Regions from separate parts of the Hordeum vulgare genome. Here regions 1 and 2 are each linked to region 3. A link is a contact called in public Hi-C data. All regions are on one chromosome and are shown on one strand. The core of a region is the stretch at or near the end of the contact, and the rest is flanking DNA. Distances in the headings are between cores, read along the strand shown. Region 1 has its middle 110 kb from the start of LOC123404311. Region 2 holds the start of LOC123404646 (disease resistance protein RGA2-like). Region 3 holds the start of LOC123402435 (purple acid phosphatase 18).

Evidence for each region. A called contact is a pair of places that touch in the nucleus more often than the background predicts.
Region 1: a contact with region 3 is called in a Hi-C map of seedling, with 2.0 times the contacts expected there. The contact joins the enhancer-like site here to the promoter of LOC123402435 in region 3. A contact is called at or near these places in 2 of 6 Hi-C or Micro-C datasets (leaf and seedling).
Region 2: a Hi-C map of leaf shows a contact between it and region 3, with 4 times the contacts expected there. The contact joins the promoter of LOC123404646 here to the promoter of LOC123402435 in region 3. A contact is called at or near these places in 3 of 6 Hi-C or Micro-C datasets (leaf and seedling) and 1 of 1 datasets of contacts at active chromatin or transcription factors (embryo).

Annotation. Positions count from the first base shown.
Region 1 is chr6H:58,132,951-58,136,865 of MorexV3_pseudomolecules_assembly, reverse strand. No RefSeq gene overlaps it. Among protein-coding and RNA genes, the nearest start is that of LOC123404311, 110 kb to the left of the region's middle. Within about 2 kb of position 2,000, at least 1 of the 3 cell types and tissues checked has open chromatin away from gene starts, as enhancers often do. A contact at or near this core is called in seedling, where this site is marked.
Region 2 is chr6H:57,303,923-57,307,683 of MorexV3_pseudomolecules_assembly, reverse strand. It overlaps LOC123404646 (disease resistance protein RGA2-like), which reads left to right and starts at 1,942. Exons shown (of 3, transcript XR_006611877.1): 1 at 1,942-3,761.
Region 3 is chr6H:57,737,354-57,740,970 of MorexV3_pseudomolecules_assembly, reverse strand. LOC123402435 (purple acid phosphatase 18) reads right to left here and starts at 2,152. Exons shown (of 5, transcript XM_045096357.1): 1 at 1,780-2,152; 2 at 6-674. The coding sequence starts at 2,040.

The DNA of each region.
Region 1 (3,915 bases), core at 751-3,250, 400 kb before region 3:
GAGCCACATATGTCTGTACATGTTTATTAGACCCGTACATTAATTACATTGCTTTATTACGTGAAATCTCTCCCGTGCATGCATTCTTGCATTGGAGCCGACGCCGGAACCTTGCTAATTGGGCATGGATGCAGGCTGCATGCGCATGCAGGCCGCTGCATGTGCTGCTTTAGTTAATAGCTAGGCATGTTCAATAGGGCAATTAAGAGCAAATTAAGCAGATTTACTCTAGATGTGTGTATGTCCTTGGTCTTTGTGTTTTGGCTTACGGGCCCAATAAAGTCAGACGGAGGGAGTATTAGTATCATACATACGATACTATTATATGATACTATCTTCATAAGGTTGGTTGTAATGATAGTATCATAGATAGTATCATGCATGTCAACTAGTCAATTTTAATGATGTGACATAGAATTAAATAAAAAAAAAGAGATTGAGTATCATAGCATGATACCATATCATATTAAATGTTGTGCTACTATGTGTCATGCATGACAATTAATGAATTATTTTATGATACTAACATATGATACTTTGCATTACGAATATAATGTCATATACTAGTATCATATGCATGATACTAGTATATGATACTCTTCGTTATAACCAGCCTAATGCATAATATCATAAACTAGTACTCCCTCCGTCCCAAAACAAGTGTCTCAACTTTGTACTAGCTCTAGTACAAAGTTATACTAAGCTTGAGACAGTTATTTTGGGACGGAGGGAGTATCATAGATGACCTCATTTATTATCATGCATGACACATAGTAGCATAGCATTTAACATGTTACATTATCTACCTATGTTACTCTATCCTCTCTGTCTTCTTTAATTGTCTACCACATCAGCATATTTGTTAGTCCCAAATACATGATCTATCTAAGTTACTCCCACTATGGTCAGACTTAGTGTTGTCATGTGAACGTTGACTACATGACACTTCACCAGGGTCTATAGCTTCATCAGGGTCGTTGCTCTTGGTTGATTGCTTGCATGCAATTAGGTCTTTGTTTTTTTTCTAGTATTTTGAGAATAGTGGCTAATTAATTAGCTAGTTTCAAGACGTCTGCACGAGCGATGATTTTGACGTGGATCGGTGAAGAAAACTCGGTTGTTAACTAGTAAGTAGATCGAAACATGCCTTAGGCCAGCATGATGCATTGAGTGAGTCCACATATGTGTGTAATTGATGTATACGTATTACCAAGACTAGCAAAAGGGTCGTGCGTTACAACGGGAGAAAAACAATTAAAATCTTCAATGATGTTGATCATATTATGCCTTTAAAATTTTAGGACATTTCTTGAAATGCATGAACATTTTTTGAATTAGCAAACATTTTTTAAATTGCACTCAAACAATAATAAAAAAACTTTTTTTGAAAATTATGGACTTTTATTGTTTTCACCAACATTGTTCTCAAAATTATGGACATTTTTCTGAATATGCGAATATTTTTACAAAAATTCCGAGCATTTTTGAATTCACAAACATTTTATGTTTTCTTCAAACTTTTATTTCAAAATTCTCAGTTTTATAAATTGCAAAACATTTTCAAAGTTCTAAATTATTTAAATTAACAAATGGAACAGAAAAATGAAAATAAAAAACAAGACTAAAAAAAGAGGCACGAACTGTTTTTAAGATTTTTACATGGACTTTTGTTTATAATCATTGAATTTGTTAATTTTATGGACATTTTCTCAAAATTTAAACATTTTTTTGCATATGTAAACATGTTTCAAAACTCCTGAGTAGTTTTTGAATTCTAAAAAAAATATGTTTTTTTGAATATTTTATTTCGAAATTCTTAGTTTCTTAAAATAGGGAAAAGTTATTTGAAGTTCTAAATTATTTAAAGTGCAAAAATAAAATGAAACTGAAAATAAAATAAAAAAACTAAACCAAAAAAACAGGCACCCACGCATGGGCCGGCCCAAACAGGTGCGCTGCATTTTTTTCCAACGCCGAGAGCGTACTATAGGAGTTGCCTACATGGGTTGGCCCTGTCCGGAGATTTTCCTGTTTGAAACGTTTTCTATGACTAATAGGTAGCATTGGTGGATAATTTTAGTCAACTTTAGGAGCAATTTGAAACCAACTTATCTTTTGGACTGCACCGGACCGGGACTGCGGGTTAGTTTCGATTAAATATAGGGGGTTTTATGTATAATGTAGAAAAATATTCGTTCTCTGACTTAAATTTGGACTACGGGTTGATTTCAGAAAATGTCAGGGATTTTTTGTAAAAGTGACACGACGGACGACAGAAGCAGTCGACGCTTTATTATTACTAGCAAATATGCCCGTGCGTTGCAACGAGAAACAAAAACATTACGTCGTAGCCAAATAAGTATGGCTCAATACCCTGATATACGAGCGTCCTCTATTTTTCTATTTTACCAAGATGCCCATCATATTACCACTTATCTTTTTGCCACCCTCATTGATGATAGTCGTGGTGTTCATGTTATCAAATTTTGCCGATTGATGTCCACTTATCTTTTTTTGTGAAATGCATGGATAGTTTTTTACTCAGTGAACATTTTTTGAATCGATGAACTTTATCATAAATGGAGTACAAAATTTGAAATTCGCATTTTCTTGAGTTTCTGTGAACATTTTTTAAAATTTCACACACATTTTCTTTAAATTCACCTATATGTTTTGAATACATGATCATTGTCAAAATCTTGAACGGTTTATATTTGCTAAATATATTTTTCACAACTGTGAACGATATACGAACTGTTCTATAAAATCATCAACATTTTTTAGTCCGTGAAAATTTTATGATTTCCTGAAACCGTTTTTTAAAATTACCAAGCATTTTATAATTTCATGATTTGTTTTTCCAAAACTCGAAACTTTTAAAATATAGAATTTTGAAAATAGTGAATTAATTTATAGAATAAAAAATATTGAAATAAGAAACATTATATATTTTTTCAGAATATATTTGTCAAAATTGTGAATTCTTTTATAATATGCGAACAGCTTTTTGAAAATCATAAACAATTTTGAACGCGCAAACATTTTATGATTTCCTGATCCTTCTTTTAAATTCCTAGACATTTTACGATTTCATGAACATGTTTTCTATGTTTGAATACATGATCATTTTCAAATCATGAATGTTATATATTTTCTGTATATATTTTTTGAAATTCCAAATTCTTTTCAAATATGCAAACGTTGTTTTCAAATCATCAACATTTTTGAATCCCCGAACATTTTATGATTTTCTGAACCTTCCTTGAAACTCCCATCATTTTATGATTTCATGAGGGATTTTTTTTCGAAAATCTAAAGCTTTCTAAAATCATCAATATTTTTTGAATCCGTGAAAATTTAATGAACATTTTGAAAAATTCCGAATTACATTAAAGAAGGCAAAAAATAAATTGAAATAATGAAACAGAAAAAAGATGTATGTTCAGGAATCGAACCTCGAACTCCCCAGGTGATGATCATTTTCAAATCATGAATGTTTTATATTTTCTGAATATATTTTTTGGATATTCTAAATTCTTTTAAAATATGCAAACATTGTTTTCAAATCATCAACATTTTTGAATTCGCGAACATTTTATGATTTTCTGAACCTTCTTTGAAACTCCCAACATTTTATGATTTCATGAGGAATTTTTTTCGAAACTCAAAATCTTTCTAAAATCATCAGCATTTTTTGAATCCGTGAAAATTTAATGAACATTTTGAAAAATTACAAATTACATTAAAGAAGGCAAAAAATAAATTGAAATAATGAAACACAAAAAAGGTGTATGTTCAGGAATCGAACCTGGGACTCCCTAGGTGGAGGAGCAACGCTATAGCTAGTACACCACGCAAGGCATCTATGTTTTTTAAGGTCTCAGCCTTTAAGTACCTACCGGGATGATGACTTTG
Region 2 (3,761 bases), core at 693-3,192, 430 kb after region 3:
GATAGAGTGGATATGTGGAAAAGTGAGTTAGTATTTTGGTGGCTAACTTTGAGCATTTTGAGCAATCAGTTCATTTTACTACCTCACACCCTTTTAATAGTATTGGCTTTTCTATGGACTCAAAAGTGATTTCTCACAAATCCATGGCGGGATTTTTTTCTCCTCTAGTCTCTCTTAAACTAATCCTTGTTGGATAATTCTATTGAAATATATTCAGGTGGAGAGTCTCCCCCCTCCCCGCTTACAGTTTCAAAAAAAGTGCTCCCGGTCTAACCCCCGTCTCGGTGGTGCGTCTAGCATTGTCAGTGGGCATGTGGATGTATGTCTCTCGCGAATTTCCCTTTGGTAGATTTACTCGGATATGGTCATCATTCGTCTACGTTCATTTGTATTCAGGTTGCACCCTTCCAATCTATGATACTCTTTTTCAATGTCGGTTGTTGTTCTCGTGCATTTGTTTTATGGGGCCTTAGCACGTCGACTTTTCGATTGTGTACTAAAAAAGTTTTGCCCAACTCCAACGAGGATGGTTCGATGAGGACGACCCGTCTTCGGCTCATTTTAATGCTTGTAGTCATGCCAGATGTTTACGAATCTGGATATATTTTTTTATTACTTTTTGTGTTTGTTATGTTAAGGAGAAAGAAGAATAGATTGGAAGTTTCGATGAAAAAATGGAGTTCACACATTGAATTAAGGACTTCACTAGGGAGCAGCGCTGCATATTAGTTTTCCCGTGCGGCGGCTCCCTTCCATCCATTCCTTGCATGCATGCAACATTACACAAGCATGACATCATTAAATATTCTTTTCATTTTGCATTTAAAAAAGATTTATCTTCCAAACCGTTATCTCAATTAATGATCCACTTTCACCACTGATGTTTTCACGACGAGATTTTTAAAACTAGATTCCATGTCGATATGTTTCAATAATTTTTATTTTCGTTAGTTTTTTACAGATTGCTATCTCTTACTTGTCGTATTATTTTTCACATAGTTCTCACATTAAATCAACTTGGTTATCACGCTTATGAATGTCGATATACCCCACTAAAAAACTTGAATCATTGTACTTGTGCTAGTTCATGCATTTAGTTGCTAGTTCATGCATTTACTTTCTTATTGTTAGTGCTTTAATACGAGTGCGGCGTTTTGGCTCTCGGGTGCATCTGCACCCGGGCCGACGGAAAAAATCAAAACAAATACAAAAAAAATTCAAAAAAATCCAATTTTTTTGCATGTGGTAGATGATTAGATGCGCGAGGCCCGCTCCAATTTTAAGTTTATTTGGGGATCTGAGGCGCTCTCAACAAAAAAGACAAAATCTGGGTCTGTGAAAAAGGTTCACTGTTTACAATTTTTTTGACCCAATTTGTCTTCTTTGCTGAGAGATGCTCGAATGTCCAAATGATGTGAAATTTGGAGCGGACCTTGCGCATCAAATTGTCTACTATTCAAAAAAAAATTGGATTTTTTTGAATTTTTTTAGTATTTCTTTTTATTTTTTTCGTCAGCAGGAGCATCTGAGCCCGTGCTCAGAAACGAATTATCCCTTTAATACCCACTTTTTAGCTTCACATAACATTGCAATGCTTAACAAGTATAAAATTATTGTCTCGATAACTATGTATATTTTTTATGACAACTGTACACTCGTAAGATGACAACTATGATAACATAAATATGGCAACTAGGAACGATGAAAAAAAATCAATGAAATATGTCAACATGAGATCTTATTTTGAAGGTTTCGTCGAGACGAACCTAACAGTAAAGGCGGATCTCCAATCAAATTATTAATTTGTGAGATAAATCATTTTTAAAATTTAAAAAAGCATATAATGCGATTGTGTAAGCATTAGGTAGAAGATTCTTGTATATGCATGAGGCTATGCGAGCTGCATGAAAAAGCTGTGGTGTGGCGCTTTTCTTTAAATTTTCCTATTTTCTAGGTTTTTTCTTCTTTTGATTGATATAGAAGGGGTTTCGTTGTGTTGACTGTTGACTTGACTTTTCTGTATAGATTTGTAGTGACCCGCACCGCGCCACCGCGACACTGTTTGGTTTGTGTTGACTGTGTGCGTAGAGACTGGAGAGGTTGGGAGAGTGAGAGAGAGAGATCGAGATCCATGGCGGAGGGGGTGCTTGCTTCGGTGCTGGCGAAGTTCGGGTCCTCGGTTTGGGGAGAGCTCACGCTGCTGAGGAGCTTCAGGACTGACCTGAGGGCCATGGAGGACGAGTTCGCCACCATCCGGAGCGTGCTCGCGGACGCCGAGGTGCGCGGCGGCAGCGGCGACAGCGCCGTCCGCGACTGGCTGCGCAGGCTCAAGAACCTCGCCCACGACATCGACGACTTCCTCGACGCCTGCCACTCGGACCTGCGCGCCGCCCGCCGCCGTCGGAGCCGGGGCAACCCGGCGTGCGGCTCCGCGGCCACCTGCATCGTCAGCTCCGTCGTCATGGCGCACAGGCTGAGGTCCCTGAGGCGCAAGCTGGACGCCATCGCCGCCGGGAGGGACAGGCTCCGCTTGAATCCCAACGTTTCTCCGCCGGCGCAACCGGTCGCTCCCCCGAAGCGCGAGACCATCTCGAAGGTCGACGAGGCCAAGACGGTGGGGAGGGCCGCGGACAAAGAGAAGCTCATGAAGATTGTCCTTGACGCGGCGAGCGAGGAGGACGTGTCCGTGATCCCCATCGTCGGCTTCGGCGGCCTCGGCAAGACGACGCTCGCGCAGCTGGTGTTCAACGACCGGAGGGCCAACGACGAGGTGTTCGACCTCCGGATCTGGGTCTCCATGTCCGTGGATTTCAGCCTCAGAAGGCTGATCCAGCCGATCGTGAGCGCGACCAAGCGGAAGCGCGATCTGACCAGCTTGGAGGAAATTGCAAACTTCTTGTCCGAGACGTTCACGGGGAAGAAGTACCTGCTGGTTCTTGATGATGTGTGGAGCGAGAACCAGGACGAGTGGGAGCGTCTGAAGCTTCTCCTCAAGGATGGCAAGCGAGGCAGCAAGATCATGGTGACCACACGGAGCCGCAAGGTTGGCATGATGGTGCGCACCGTGCCGCCATTCGTTCTCGAAGGCCTCTCCGATGATGATTGTTGGGAGCTGTTCAAGGGAAAGGCTTTTGAGGAAGGGGAGGAGGATCTGCATCCCAAGCTGGTCAGGTTAGGGAAGGGGATTGTCCAGAAATGCGGCGGCGTGCCGTTGGCCGCCAAGGCTCTTGGGAGCATGCTGCGGTTCAAGAGGAATGAGGAATCATGGATTGCTGTCAAGGACAGTGAGATATGGCAGCTGGACAAGGAGAACACAATTTTGCCGTCTCTCAAGCTTACCTATGACCAAATGCCACCTGGTCTGAAGCAGTGCTTCGCCTATTGTGCATCACTTCCAAGAAACTATGAGATTAACAGGGACAAGCTCATTCAGCGATGGATTGCTCTTGGCTTCATTGAGCCCACAAAGTATGGCTGCCAATCGGTTTTCGATCAAGCCAACGACTATTTCGAGCACTTGCTGTGGATGTCTTTCCTTCAAGAAGTAGTGGAGCACGATTTATCAAAGAAAGAACTAGAAGAAGATCGCAATGTCAAGTACAAGATTCATGACTTGGTGCATGACCTTGCTCAGTCTGTTGCCGGGGATGAAGTCCAGATCGTCAACTCCAAGAATGCCAATGTGCGCGCCGAAGCATGCTGCCACTATGCATCGTTGGGTGATGACATGGGTCCCTCTGAAGTTCTCCGGAGCACACTTC
Region 3 (3,617 bases), core at 903-3,402:
TGAACCTTAAGCCAAGCATACTGATCCGAACTTTCATCATAATCCGTATAAGAGCCTAGCATTATAGCATGCACCCCTGCAACCTCAAATGAGTAGTACAAATTTGATGTGGAACCACTCTCTTCATAAGGCATCTTCCATCGTGCATTATATGATTGAAATCCAGACTTGAAAAATGGTATCATCTCCTTTTCATGGTTGCCTTGTGTCACCATCCAAGGCCGGGTGCTAGCAAGTGGCTCGACCAACTCACCAAAGGAATCCCACAAATGTTGCATATAATCAGCATAAGAGAGATCACCAGGAAGTAAAAGCATGTCATATTCACATTGCTTAATGTGGTTTAATGTTGATGTTGTCCAACTGGTCTGCCCAAGATCGCCTACAACAGCCAATGACAACGGGAACTGGGAGGGGGGTGTCTTAAGTTGGAATTCTGAGCCTCGTCCACCGCATCGGTAGTAGTATACAGTGTTGTCTTCAAGAGGTCCAATAACAACATGGTGGATCTTTCCCGAGCTGTACATTAAGTAGCTGTAGGACGTGCTTTCTCCATCAGATGAGGATGTGTATGTGTTGGACTTAGTTCCATAGTCCACAACAGAGGGAACAGAGTTATCATCTGTGACCCATGTAATTCTCATGTGCTTCTCTCCAGATAGCGAAATGTGCACCTGTAAAACATATTAATTATAGCACAGAGTTCAGTAGTTGATGAACTTGTAGTAGCAAAAAATTGTCCAACACCAAAGCTATGAATGAGGACTTTGAAACTGCTGTAGGATAACACACAGGATCTGGTAGAGCTACTTAATGTATGGTGAATTCAGGTAACTTAACATTGTGGAACTAGAAGTGTTTCGGGTATCGGCCCCAACGCAAGAAATAAGTCTGTCTGGGACAGGGGTAGATTAAATTAACTGGAAGGTAAATGATCCTGTGTCTGTGTGTAAGGCCAAACATACTCCCTCCGTCCCAAAATTCTTGTCTTATGTTTGTTTAGAAATGGATGTATCTAAATACTAACACATGACTAGATACATTCATATCTAGACAAAATAAAGACAAGAATTTTAGGACGGAGGGAGTAGATAAAATACTGCTATTGACACGATCAAATACAAAATCAAGATACTATCAATTCAACATAACCTGGAGTATGATTACTTCCATCATCTGTACTTGTGTATGACAAATTGATCAGTTCAATCCAGACTACAGGGCATAATTAGAATAGCACAGACGCAAAGTAGTCTCAACTACTCAATGCCCACACAAAAAACATTGAGCCTCACCAACAAAACACACTACCATCCAAGACTGGAATCAAGATATGTCCAGCAAATTGTCGAACTAGATATATGAGGACAACTAGGCCTCTAATAAGACATCCACAGTTTAGTAGTACTACTAGTTTAAAGCTGCTCTGTTGTATGGTGAATTATAGTAGTACTCCCTCAGTCCCAAAATAAGTATCTCAACTTTGACTTTATACTTGCTCTAGTACAAAGTTATACTATACTTGAAATACTTATTTTGGAACGAACAGAGGAAATACTATTTTCTGGCCGCCGAATAGAGCCACAACACCGAATCGTCGATTCCAGTTACAACTAGACGAAGAAATAACCGTGGAACGATCTAGCCGCTAGCTCGCAGTCTGATCTACAGTAACAAAGAAAGAAAGAAAAAGTCCATTTCTTTTCTTCCCAAAACGTCGCCAATCCCCTTCGGACGGGCCGATTCACCAAGAGCAAAGAGCGCGGGAGGTCACGTCACCTGCTGGGGATCGGAGGCGGAGGCGGAGGCCTTCTTCTTGCTCCAGGGGAAGAGGCCGAGGAGGGCCCTCCGCTGGCCCAGGCGGGGCCGGGCCGGCGGCCGGACGTAGTCCTCCCCGACCGGAGCCCCGGAGGCGGCGGCCGCGCCAACGCAGGAGGACAGGGCGAGCGCGAGGAGGAGCAGGAGTGGGAGGAGCGCGGGCGCGGCCATGGCGGGACTGGGAGGCCTCCTCCGCGCTGCAGCTGCGCCCAGGGGTTCCATCGCGCCGCGACCGCCTGGCTTGCTCAGTGCTCTCGGGTTGTTGGAGGCTTGGAGTCGTGCTGCAAGCAACCTGGTTTGTTCTGTTTTCTTTTCCTACTTTGTGTGAGCGCGTTTGTCACGATTTGAAGACCGACTTTCAGAAAAGATTTTAAGTAGGCCACCTCTTTTTATATGGACTGGTGTCACCTCCTATTCATGATATAATATGGATCGTGCTAAGTCATCCGTATGATAGAAGCAACGACACTGCAGCCTACATGTTCAATGATTAAATGTTGTGACATCTCATTGTACGTACTTACAACTTACAAGCGACGAAACTGATGATGTTAACAAACTTTTTATTTTTTATTTTTAAATATTTTAATTTAAAAAAAAATCAGATTGAAAAACCGTTTTCATCATTAAATCCGACGCAACGAGATCTTTGAAATAGATTTCATATTGATATGTTTCGATGATTATTTTGGTGGTTAAAAATTGTCATGTCTATTGCAAATAAATTATCATCACGATTACACTCAAGTTGTCATGATATATTTCAACTACTTTTTCTTCTACGTTTAAAATAAACTTTGACATGTTATTAAAAAGAAATTAACAAACTAAACTTTCCATGATGAATTACTAAAATTTGTCATGATCCATGATATTATTTTAACATGGTTTATAAGTAAAAATGAAATATATCGTCAGTTATTTAAAAAATGCATGATCACTGGCTTAAATTTGCCATGAACTATAAACTAAAATTGGCATGGTAAACTATTTAAATTTGTCATAATACATGCATTAAAATTTATCATGGTTCATACAAAAAATATTTTTCATGTTCAAAATAATAGAATTGTTATGATCAAAATACTAAAATTGCCATGATACATGAATTAAATTTATCATGGTTAATTACTAAAATTTGACATGGCCAATTAATAAAAATTGTTGCGAAAAGTAGTTGAAATACAATGGTAGGTTTAAATCTAGAAGAAAACACTAAATGAAACATGTCATGGCAGCTTTATTATAAACCCTATGATAACTTTAACGTAAACATGTGGCAACTTGTAGCCTAAAAGAAGTCATCAAAACATATCAATATGTGATGTAGTTTTAAAGATCTCGTCAAGACGGATCTAATGGTGAAAATGGATTTTTAATTGGATTTTTTATTTAAGAGATAAAACATTTTTAAGTCTAACAAAAAAGATTTCGTTGATGTCATATGTTTGATGTGGCAATATGAATGACTATAGAGATATGTGGACCATGTTATCTCGTGCCACACGTATGGACGTTATCATTTAGGTGTAATATTGATTATTTTGGGATTTTATGAGGTTAACATTTGTATGTTTGACGCTGATATTCACCACACATGTGACATATTAGAAATCCATCCATACACTGTGTGTGACATATGCAGGAGGCAGCCCACACGACTCGTATTCGGACGAACATTAGAAATGCACACACGTGTGGGCGCAGCTACTTCGTGCCACACGTCCAACAAGTACTACTCATCCCATCCGCACGTGTCACACGAAGCAAACCTGTCCACATGTCCTGGCGCAGCTATG